Linked DNA regions of Mustela erminea: region 1 is linked to region 2. A link is a contact called in public Hi-C data. All regions are on one chromosome and are shown on one strand. Each heading gives the region's core, a stretch centred on a gene start, on an enhancer-like site or on the middle of the called end of the contact. The rest is flanking DNA. Distances are from core to core; before and after follow the strand shown. Region 1 holds the start of NCOA7 (nuclear receptor coactivator 7). Region 2 holds the start of HINT3 (histidine triad nucleotide-binding protein 3).

The links. A called contact is a pair of places that touch in the nucleus more often than the background predicts.
Region 1: a contact with region 2 is called in a Hi-C map of spleen, with 5 times the contacts expected there. The contact joins the promoter of NCOA7 here to the promoter of HINT3 in region 2. A contact is called at or near these places in 3 of 3 Hi-C or Micro-C datasets (fibroblasts, skeletal muscle and spleen).

Annotation. Positions count from the first base shown.
Region 1 is chr4:74,995,186-75,000,095 of mMusErm1.Pri, reverse strand. NCOA7 (nuclear receptor coactivator 7) reads left to right here and starts at 2,924. Exons shown (of 16, transcript XM_032339624.1): 1 at 2,924-3,245. It overlaps TRNAE-CUC (a tRNA gene), which reads right to left and starts at 2,168; the gene lies at 2,097-2,168. LOC116588493 (a long non-coding RNA gene) reads right to left here and starts at 2,926. Exons shown (of 3, transcript XR_004284971.1): 1 at 2,753-2,926; 2 at 1,721-1,952.
Region 2 is chr4:74,820,402-74,825,988 of mMusErm1.Pri, reverse strand. HINT3 (histidine triad nucleotide-binding protein 3) reads left to right here and starts at 3,380. Exons shown (of 5, transcript XM_032339621.1): 1 at 3,380-3,775. The coding sequence starts at 3,575.

The DNA of each region.
Region 1 (4,910 bases), core at 1,675-4,174, 170 kb before region 2:
TAAGTTGTGTATTAAGATTGACTCAGTGTAATTCCTTTTCTGCTTCTTCCAGTGGAAATACAGAGCTGTGGTTCATTTTAAAAAATGGAATTATGAGGGCTGAACATGTAGATGATTGTTTTCAAGTGAAGTCTTAGCAATCTACTCCTTGATTTAATCGATAAAGTAATCCATTAATTCAGCACCAACCACATGTCAAGCACTGCACTAGATGCTGATGAAAGTCCTTCCCTTCCTTCCCTCCCACCCTGCTTCCTCTCAGCCATCTTAATATTCAATTATGCATGGTTTGATGGTTTTGTGTTTAAAATGAAATAATTTCATATTTGATGATTTTGTGTTTAAAGTGAAATAATTTGACAAGTTCAGAAAAATGTTTCTGGTGTGCAGCAAATAACCTTTGCTTTCATCTGTGCTGGTTAATTACTTTCTACTCCTTCATATTTAAGGAAACTCCTCATATGTGGAATATTTCTACAAACAGTCCTTCAGCATTTCCCCCTTTTCCATAAGGACAAAACAGAGCACAATATTCTGGCTCTACAAAGCAGCAACTTTGTGCTGTGTGTATGTAATGTGATATAGTACTGCTGTGTCTAAATGACATTATTTAGGAAAGGTGTACTTATTTGACTAAGAATAGCAATTGTATTGGTGTAAGGTGTACTTATTTGACTAAGTGTATTGGTGTAAGGTGTACTTATTTGACTAAGAATAGAAATTGTATTGGTGACACCAAGACTAAATGAAATAAAACTACACTAAAAAATTAACCAAGCAGGGAGCCTGGGTGGCTCAGTGGTCAAGCGTCTACCTTCGGCTCTGGTCATGATCCCAGGGTGCTCCCATTGAGCCCCACATGAGGCCCTGAATTGAACCTCCCATCGATCCCCACATTGAGCCCCATATCCGGCTCCCTGCTCTACCAGAAGCCTGCTTCTCCCTCTCCCACTCCCTGTTCTTGTGTTCTCTCTCTCGGTGTGTGTGTCTCTCTCTCTCTGTCAAATAAATAAATAAAATATTTTAAAAAATTAACCATGCAAGAAAAACATCTTTTATTTTTAAATATTTAAATATTTTACAATACCTATTAGTGGGTACACTGCAATTTCTAGACTCTCTTCTTTAGCTTCTTTAACCCTGACTTGTACTGACTCATCTCCTTCAGGCTTTCTTAGTTTGTTCTCCTCCAGTGGAAGTCAAGCCTGCAAACCTTGCCTCTTTATGTGGCCCTCAATCTCTTAGGAAGCATTTCTACTTTTGGGCCTTCAGTTCTCACTTTTCAAAGCAGGATCTCCTCCAAATCTATCATTATCAGTCAAAAATTTCACTCCATACATATAGGACAAATTCACTTGGATGACCTCTTCAAACCAAATCTTACTGTAACACAGCTTCCTGCTTTACCACGCTCCCGGTCAGCACCCTTTCCAAATTAGTGACCATATTCAAAACCTTAAACAGGTTCTCCTTTGACTTTTTACACAACTGTGATGGGCAGTTTTATTTGCCCCTTTATGTGCTGGGTGGGGGCAAGTCTCCCCTCGCTCTACTTCCGTCCATTTTTATTTTAATTATGTACAGAGGACCTGGTCAGCCCCGGGTTGGAGTGCTTGCTCTATCTTCAGTGCTTTGCTTCTCCTTCCACAACGTTCTTGCACTCTGGTTTCGTTAAGGAGACATGCACCGGAACAGGGAGTGCCCCCATTTCCCCACTCACCACTCTCCTCACTGTCTTTCTTCTTCACGCGCCTTCCTCTCTATCCAGGCCTCCCCGTCAGGTCTCACAGGACCTCCACCTTTCACTTTGTTCCCTTCCAACCCTCCAGTCCCTATCTAGGTAAAGCGTCTCAGCAGGTGCTCCAGCAGGTGGAACCCAGTGTTTACATTCTCTTCTGTGCCAACAACCCCGCGGACGCGTTGAGGAACAGGGATGGAACCTGCCGCTGTATCTGGGCGGAAATGAAGGCGTGTGTTAAATGTTAGATTAAGTACCATTTTAAAACCAATTCAACTTTTATGATCGAATAAAATGAATATGATTTTTTAAAAAACAAAACTGCTAATAGGAACTCCTAGTACTTGCAAAACAAGCTTTCCCTGACCGGGAATCGAACCCGGGCCGCGGCGGTGAGAGCGCCGAATCCTAACCACTAGACCACCAGGGAAGTTAGCACTAGCTCTTCTTGAATTGTATTTGCCACTTTAAAAATCTCTACGTCAACCAGACCAGTCAAAAGAGAGCTTCTCTGCTCTAAGCCCCACCCACTCTGTTCCCATTTTGGGTCACGGCCTCTTAAACCGAAGCAAATTACGCGCGCTCCCAGCCCAGCGCCCAGGTGGCTCCCGGGGGTGGAGGGAACTGGACCCTGCAAGTCCGACTGCCCTGCTAGAAAAGACTAATTACACAATTCGTGCTAATTATGTAACATAAATATCTATACCAATACAAATGTTAGAGTACCGCGGGAAGCTTGTCACCTGCTTTGTTATTTTTTTTAATCATCTAGCTGCTCTTTCTAAGTCTCACCTCTGTCTCTTTCTGACCTTCCCTCCCGCGCAGACGTTCAGTCCCACTAAACCTGGTGCTAAGTCTGAAGGCAGACTGTCACCCGCGGGGAGCCTTTCGCGTGGTGGAGCTGGCTGTGACACGGCCCACCGCGGCCGGCCGCGCGGGCTCGGGGACTGCGGGGGACGAAGGGCCCGCGGCCTTCCAGGACGCGATTATCTGGCGGTCGTGATGATTACTTACTGAGTTAAGTACAGGCTAACGAAGCTGGGAGCTGGGGGAGCCGTGCCTAGAGCACTGCGGGGAGCATCGGCCCCCGGATCCGAGGAAACCCTTCCGACCCACAGCGTTTCCATCATCCCCGTATTTTTGAAGTGTTATTACCCGGGCAACGGCTTCACGGCTCAGCGTTCTGTGCGAGACACGGCCAGGAAATGATGCAATTACCAGAGGAGTAAAACAAAACAAAACAACAACAACAACAAGAAGAAACAACCAGCCTTACGGCCCAGCCTCGATTCGGAAACCCTCATGACACAGGAGCCGAAGGCAACAGGATGTAACTCCACTTGGAAGTGCCAACCGTTCCAGTTGACCAAACGTAACCCCAGAGACCCAGCTCCGCTGCAAGATGGAAGGAGGCTTAAGGAAAGCTGAAAGCAATTCACCATGAACTTGCTCACCACCTCTGGCCCCACGATGAGTTCCCGCTGGCATCCACCATCGTAGAATTTAGGTGAGCCTCTGTTTGAATATTGTTTCTTGTTTTCAGGCAACCCTGAGATGGTTTAGATTATTGATAAAATTTGTCTAAAATGTTTAATAATATGCAAGGGGTGGGATGCTGGGTGGCTCAGTCCGTTAAGCGTCTGTCCTCCGCTTGTCATGATGTCCTTGTCCTGGGATCAAACGCCGCGTCAGGCTCCCTGGTCAGTGGGGAGCCTGCTTCTCCCTCTCCCTGCTGCTCCCCCTGCTTGCACTCTCTCTGTCAAATAAATAAATAAATAAATAAAATCTTTAATAATAATAATAATAGGCAAGCAGGAAGATTAAACGGATTTTTAAGGGCTGATAAAGATAGAAAAATCACAACAAATTTCTAAACTTAATTATTTTTTAAATAGGACACACACTTTCCTCTATCAAGGAATTCTTAGGAAATCAGGTTCAGTAGGTGGAGCTCTTTCCTCTGAATTGCTCGTTATCAGAGCTTAGTAGAAAAGGGTCTGGTGTTGAACACGAAGACAAAGTGAATATTATTTTTTTAGAAAAATGTTAAGATTTAATAGGCTTAGTCACAATATGCTCAAAAGGACAGAAAGGTGCAATAAACACCACCATCTGTCTCTTTTCCCCAGTCACTAATTTCTTCTTCCCAGAGGTAACCAGTGTTAAGTTTCTTCTGTATCCTAGAAACAGTTTATGCATACACAAACTAATATCTCTCTTTTTTCCAGCTTTTTATCTTGAAAAATTCCAAACCTACAGAAAATTGCAAGTGTAGGACAATGAACACACATATTCCCTTCATCTGAACCTGTGCTGTCCAATTTAGTAAGACCAGCCCATGTGACTATTGTGGATTGAAATGCAGCTAGCGCAAACTTAAATGTTCTATAGGTGATGACTGCCTACTCGGTGTTTTGTTTTGTTTTATGATTATTTATTTATTTATTTGACAGAGATCACAGGCAGAGAGAGAGAAGGGAAGCAGTCTCCCTGCTGAGGAGAGAGCCAGATGCGGGGCTGGATCCCAGGACCCTGAGATCATGACCCCAGCCAAAGGCAGCAGCTTAATCCACTGAGCCACCCAGGCACCCTTGCCTACTGGTTTTTTAAGCCTTAGTATAGAAGGAAAGAAAAGTAAAATAGCTCAATAATGTTTACTTTGATTATGTTTTTAAATTAGAAATATATCGGGTTGGGGCACCTGGGTGGCTCGTTCGGTTGGGAGGGGGACTCTTGATTTCAGAGTTCATGATCTCGGGGTGATGAGATTGAGCCCCTTGTCCTGCCCCACACTTGGCGTTGAGTCAGTTTGGGATTCTCTCTCTCCCTCTCCCTCTTGCCCCTCACACCGCTCAGGTGGGTGCTCTCTCTCTGTCCCTCTCTACATAAAAAAATTTTTAAAAGAAATATATCAGGCTAAAATATCATAAAAATTTATTTCACTTTCTCTTCACTTTTTAAGGTATCTATTAGACTATTTAAAATTATATATGTGCCTTGTATTTTATTTCTATTTTCCAGTACTGATCTAGATTCACCAGTTGTTGATTTTTTGCTGTATTTGCTTTCTCTTCATCTTTCTTCTGAAGCATTTGGGGTTAGTTGCAGACATCGTAATACTTTACTTTTAAATACTTTATCCTGTATTTCCTAAGGACAAGGAATACAATTA
Region 2 (5,587 bases), core at 2,131-4,630:
TGTAAAGGTGAGAGGAGAAATCTGCATGGCTAGTAATAGAAAGTGTATTCTAGGCAGAGGGACAACCAGTGTAGAGGCCCAGATGTGGGCACAAGCCTGGCTGGCATAAGCAACAAGGAGTTTGGTGTGGCTGGAGCAGAGTAAGCCATGGAAGTGGCGGTCGCTGATGTCAGAATGGAAGGAGGTGGGTAGGTGGTATACAGTGTCAAGACTTATGGGTCCTAATAGCGAAGTCCTTTGGCTTTTACTCTCAGTAAGACACAGAACCACTGGAGGATGTTGAACAGAGGAGAGATGTGATCTGATTTATATTTTTAAAGGATCATTCTGGCTGCTGTGTTAAGACTACATGGGAAAGGGACAGGGAAGAAGCTGAAGGAGGAAGACTAGTTAGGTTACTGAATAATTCACATGAGAGGTGATGGTAGCTCAGTCAAGGCTGACAGTGGTGATGAGATCAGATTCTGGATGTACTTTAAATTTCCTGATGGATTGGATATGAAGAGTTAAGGGGAAGCATCAAATATGATCTCAAAATTTCTGTCCTCAGTAGATGGCAGAACAGAATTTTCCCTCAAGTAAGATGGTAGAAGGTTTTGGGAGGGGAAAAAGAGCTCTCCCCATAGCCTAGTTTCAGTCATAATATCTGGTAGATACATGTAGAATTGGCAGCTTGGAGTTCAGGGAAGAGGTCTATCCTAGAGATTTAAATTTGGGAGTCATTGGCATATATGTGCTCAAAGCCACAAACTATGCGAGATTACCAAGAGAGCTGAAGAAAAGAATCTTACCAAATATGTGTATCTTTCTGTATGTCAGGGCGAGAGATGAGTGGGGAAGGGAGGGGAGGAAGGAGAAGAGGAAATGGCTTTACAAACCCTCACTCAGTCTGTGTTCGATTGGAGCACTGAAGCTTCTGAATTTAAATTAAAGGAAAACATCTGATCCCTTACATTGTTTTACATGCCATCACTACCTATTGGAAATAACTGTTAACATTTGTCTAGAGTTTTGTGCCAGGTTGCCAGGCTTCAGTTCTCAAAATAATATGTGCAGTAAGCATTGTTATTATCCTCATTTTATGGATGAAGAAACAGCCTTGACACAGAAAGATAAACACTTTAGCTCAAATCTTCACAGATGGTAAGGTGTAGAATTGTCTGACTCCAGAGCACGCCTGGAGCAGGGCTGCTACTGGCCCATATGGTACCCTGGCGAAATCAGAAAATATTCCATTTTGCAAGTAAAATGTAGTTTGTGTCACAAGACCCAAATGACGGTTTCCCAGAGGAGCTAACCAGAGGACCAATAGGTAACAGTTCTGCCTGTGTGTGCCTGTGTGTGCCACACAACTGCCCGGGCTTTTGTTTGATCCCACACCACTACTTCAGACAAGTTTTAAACAGTTTGTGTTGCTTCTCCCACTTCCATGATAGACAACGATATCAAATTCAAAGTTGGTGAATGGGAAGCAAGTCTTTGAAAGTGCCAGACAAGTGAGGGACCAATCACAGGTGTCACTAGGAATGTAGTCAGGACAGGTACAGCTTGTGCAAATGTGCACCAATATGTAGGTGAATGAATGGTCTCTAGAGTGTGTGCATGTGGTTACACATACTGATTGTGGGTTCTTGTAGGAGTTAGCTCTTCACTGCTCCAGAATTCTTAGGCCTGCCTGTGACTTTATGTATGGTAATGTTTATCTACAATGTAAATTAGCATATTCTTATTTATAGTGTTCTTCTACAGTGTGTGATCTGAACAGTCCCATGCATGCAGCAGCCTTATTCCTAATGATTCTTTTATTCATCAGACAGCTGTTGAGGATCTACCTACATGCAAAGCACTGTATGAGGCACTACAGTAGGTTCAAAGACATCCATTCTTTATCAAGGAATATGATTTCTAGTAAGAAATATATGCACATAAACAGTATAGAATACAAAGCATTAAGTTTTACAAGAGAAGTACTGAAAAACTACTCTGTGAATTCACAAGAGAAAGTACTTATTTCAGTTTGGTTAATTAAAAAAAATGTCATGAAGTAGAGAGCAGTTGAGGAGTGGTTTGGAAGGTGAACATGGGGCTCTCTGCTCAGCGGGGAGCCTGCTTCCTCCTCTCTCTCTCTGCCTGCCTCTCTGCCTACTTGTGATCTCTGTCAAATAAATAAATAAAATCTTTAAAAAAATACATAAATGCTTTCAATTAATACAATAGAAATCATTCAAAAACAAGACTGAATTAACAATAAGACTTTGTTGTTAGGTATTTTCTAAGTCAACAAATAACAAGGATACTATAATGAGCTAGTTTAAGAAATTTTTAAGTGTTAAAAAAAGAGTTCTGGGACAGCTGGGTGGCTCAGTTGGATGGACGACTGCCTTGGGCTTGGGTCATGATCCTGGAGTCCCGGAATTGAGTCCCTCATCGGGCTCCCAGCTCCATGGGGAGTCTGCTTCTCTCTCTGACCTTCTCGCTCATGCTCTCACTGTCTCTCTCTCAATAAATAAAATCTCTTAAAAAAAGAAAAAAGAGTCTGTGTTTAAAAAGGCTGGTGGGTTCTGGAGTTAGACAAACCTTTTTCTTAGTTTGTTTCTTCATCTCTGTAATGAGGATTGTAAAACCAATCTTGTTTGGTTGAGAAAATACATGGCACACTTTAGGTGTTCAGCAAATACCAAGTATTATAAAATGAAAAGCTGGGTCAAATCAGAGTCCACCTCCAATACCAAGTTAACTGAGACTTTTTCTTTTGGGCGCGATGGTTACGTACGGGTTTTTGAGTGACAAGAGAGTCAAGGAGGGAAACCGGTTACTGTAGTGGTTGAGGCATGAAGCTCGAGCAACGAATTCGTGCAATAGTAGACTATAAACTTAACGACTCCGCATCTACCTGTGTTTAAGGAATGTGAGATAAAGGCCACTATTTTGAACTAGCTAATGCTTTCAACAACAAAGAAAAGAGATACGAAATTCAGTTTTGGGTATTTTGAACTTAGGACCTAAAACTGTGGTGGCTGAAAATGTACACACGAAACAGCAAACATAATCTATGTTGAAAAGAAATTGTGCTCATTCTCTATTAAAACCTATGAATTTTTTAAAAAAAACTTTTTTTTTTTTAACACCACAATACACTCCTGGGAGATACCAACTTGCAGCTTGAAAAAAGACCGCCAGCACACCCACCAGCTTCCACTTGGCCGGGCACTAGGGCGCGCCGGTGACGTCACCGCGACGGTGCACGCTCCTGCGTCTCGAAGGACGTGGTGCGTCATTACCAAGGAGACGCAGGGGGGCGGAGCGACTTCCGTAAACCCCCGCCAGCTCCTCCAGTCGCGCCCACGTGCGTACTCGCGCTTCCCCTTCCTGGCCTCTGGCTGTGAGGCGGGTCGCGTCGTCGCCCTCACTCTACCGTCAGACTGATCTGCGCATGCGCTCAAATCCCTGCCCTTCCCAGCGGCAGGTGGAGGGCGACACCTCCAGGTAAAAGTGAGGCGTTGCAGGAGGCGGACAGCCCAGGGCGAGCGGCGCGAGAGCACTCAAGGTTCTTGTCCACCTTGAGGCGGCTAGGATGGCTGAGGAGTCGGGGCGCGGTCGAGTCGAATCCGAGGCTGGTTTTGAGGCAGTGAAGCCTGAAGAATCTAAGGTGTCTTCGCCGAAGACTGCCGAGGTTGTCGCAACGTCATCGAAGGCGGAGGACTACAGTAGCAAGTGCGTGTTCTGCCGGATCGCGGCGAAGCAGGAACCCGGCACCGAGCTCCTGTACTGCGAGGTGGGCTGCGTGCGGACCGGGCGTGGGACGGGGCAGGGACCAGCCTCGCGCCGTGGCGGACCGCGGTGGGGTCGTGTCAGGGCCCCGGGAGGGAGACCTCGCAGGTGTGGACCGGAGTGGGGCAGGCGGGGTGTCCTGGTGGTAGTGACGGATTTGCTTCTCGCGAGTGGGGTCTGTCTCCAGCATTATTGTTGCTGTGCCTTGGGGGTGGGCAGCGGGGGGACAATGTAGCGATAAAGCCAGACCCTTGGGCTTCTGTCTGCAGGTACGAGGTATTTGGCAGAAAATAGCATTTGTCGCTTGTTGTTACTGGAGGGACTCCTCCGCCCACCGCCGCATCCCCACCCCCTGCGCTTCTCGGCACTGCTTTTCAGTTCTGCACACTCTCCTAATGCGGCTGAGGGGAAGAACTGGTAGAAAGGAGACGATGGTAATAGGGAAAAGCTTCACTGAACTGACAGAAGTTAGGCAGGGGTCGGGGGTGGAGCCGAGGTCAAACTATTTCTTAATAAGCCCCAGATTTCCACTGAAGGGTAAAGTTCGCACAGGCGTTGTCCGTTGGGACGTATGCACATTTTCGGAGCACTGAGATTTTGCGCAGGTACTTGAAAACTGGTATCTGGAAATCATTTTCATCTGCTGGTTCTACTTGCCTTTAAAGAAACAGCCTTTGGAGAGGATCAGATCCAAAGATTCTGTTTTTTTGGCTGTTGTTGTTGTTAGTAATCATTAATTCATTTGTTAAAAGTGAGTTGAATTTGTTCTAACCACCTAGTGTTGGAGACAAAGGTAAGAATTTATGGCTAGAGAGTCGACTGAAGTGATAGACCTTGAAATCTGTGCTTGACTAGGGGAGGGAGTGCAGACGGGAAGCGGTTGATAGGGAGAGGGGTCAGTACATCAGCTGTCTGTAGAGCAGGCCTCTGCTGAACTGAGCCACAGTCAGGACTGCACCACATAAAAAATTATGCACACTCCAGTACCAATGTTGAGGAAAACTAGTAAATAATAGCCACTAATAATGTAAAAAGTTTTGTCTAAAAATAGTCATGGAGGGGGCCACCTGGGTGGCTCAGTCCTTAAGTGTTTGCCTTTTGCTCGGACCTTGATCCCAGGGTTCTGGGATTGAGTCTTGCCTTGGGCTTCTTGGTCTGCTGGGAGTCTCCTTCCTCCCTCCCCTTCCCCTAGGCTCATGATCGATCTTTCTCTCTCTCTCTCTCTTTCAAATAAATAAATTATCTTAGGAAGAGTAAATTAATTTTTAAAAATAAAAACGGTCACCCGTAGGGGTTGGGATGGTCCAGAATTCTGTCGTCGTTTTTCCAGGCCAAAGGTCAGGATTTTTTTCTCTATGAAGAACATTCTCAGAGTAAACTATGTAAAAAGCCTGGAACATTTTTATAGGAGAAATTAGACACATTAAATACTTTTAACTAATTTATACCCTACATAGGTGGCATAGGATTAACATATACAGTAGTCCATATAATACAGAACATAAGCAAGATGCACGTTTGTGCAACATGCCTCAAAAAGTTGCAGATCTTAAAATTGAATCTAAAATGATTTTATATATAAGAGCTCAAAGATTTTTCTTTTCAAAAAGAGAATCTAATCTTTGTGTATTTTGCATTATATATATAGTCTATTCTTATATTCATTTATATATGTTTATTGTAAATATTTAGAAACTATTGGGTTTATATAAAGTAGGGTAGACTTATAATTAAGTCCAGAGGAGAACATGTGATTTGGAATAATTGGAGTTACCAGCGTCATGTGGGTTTAGTCCGGGAAATCTTTCTGGCAAAA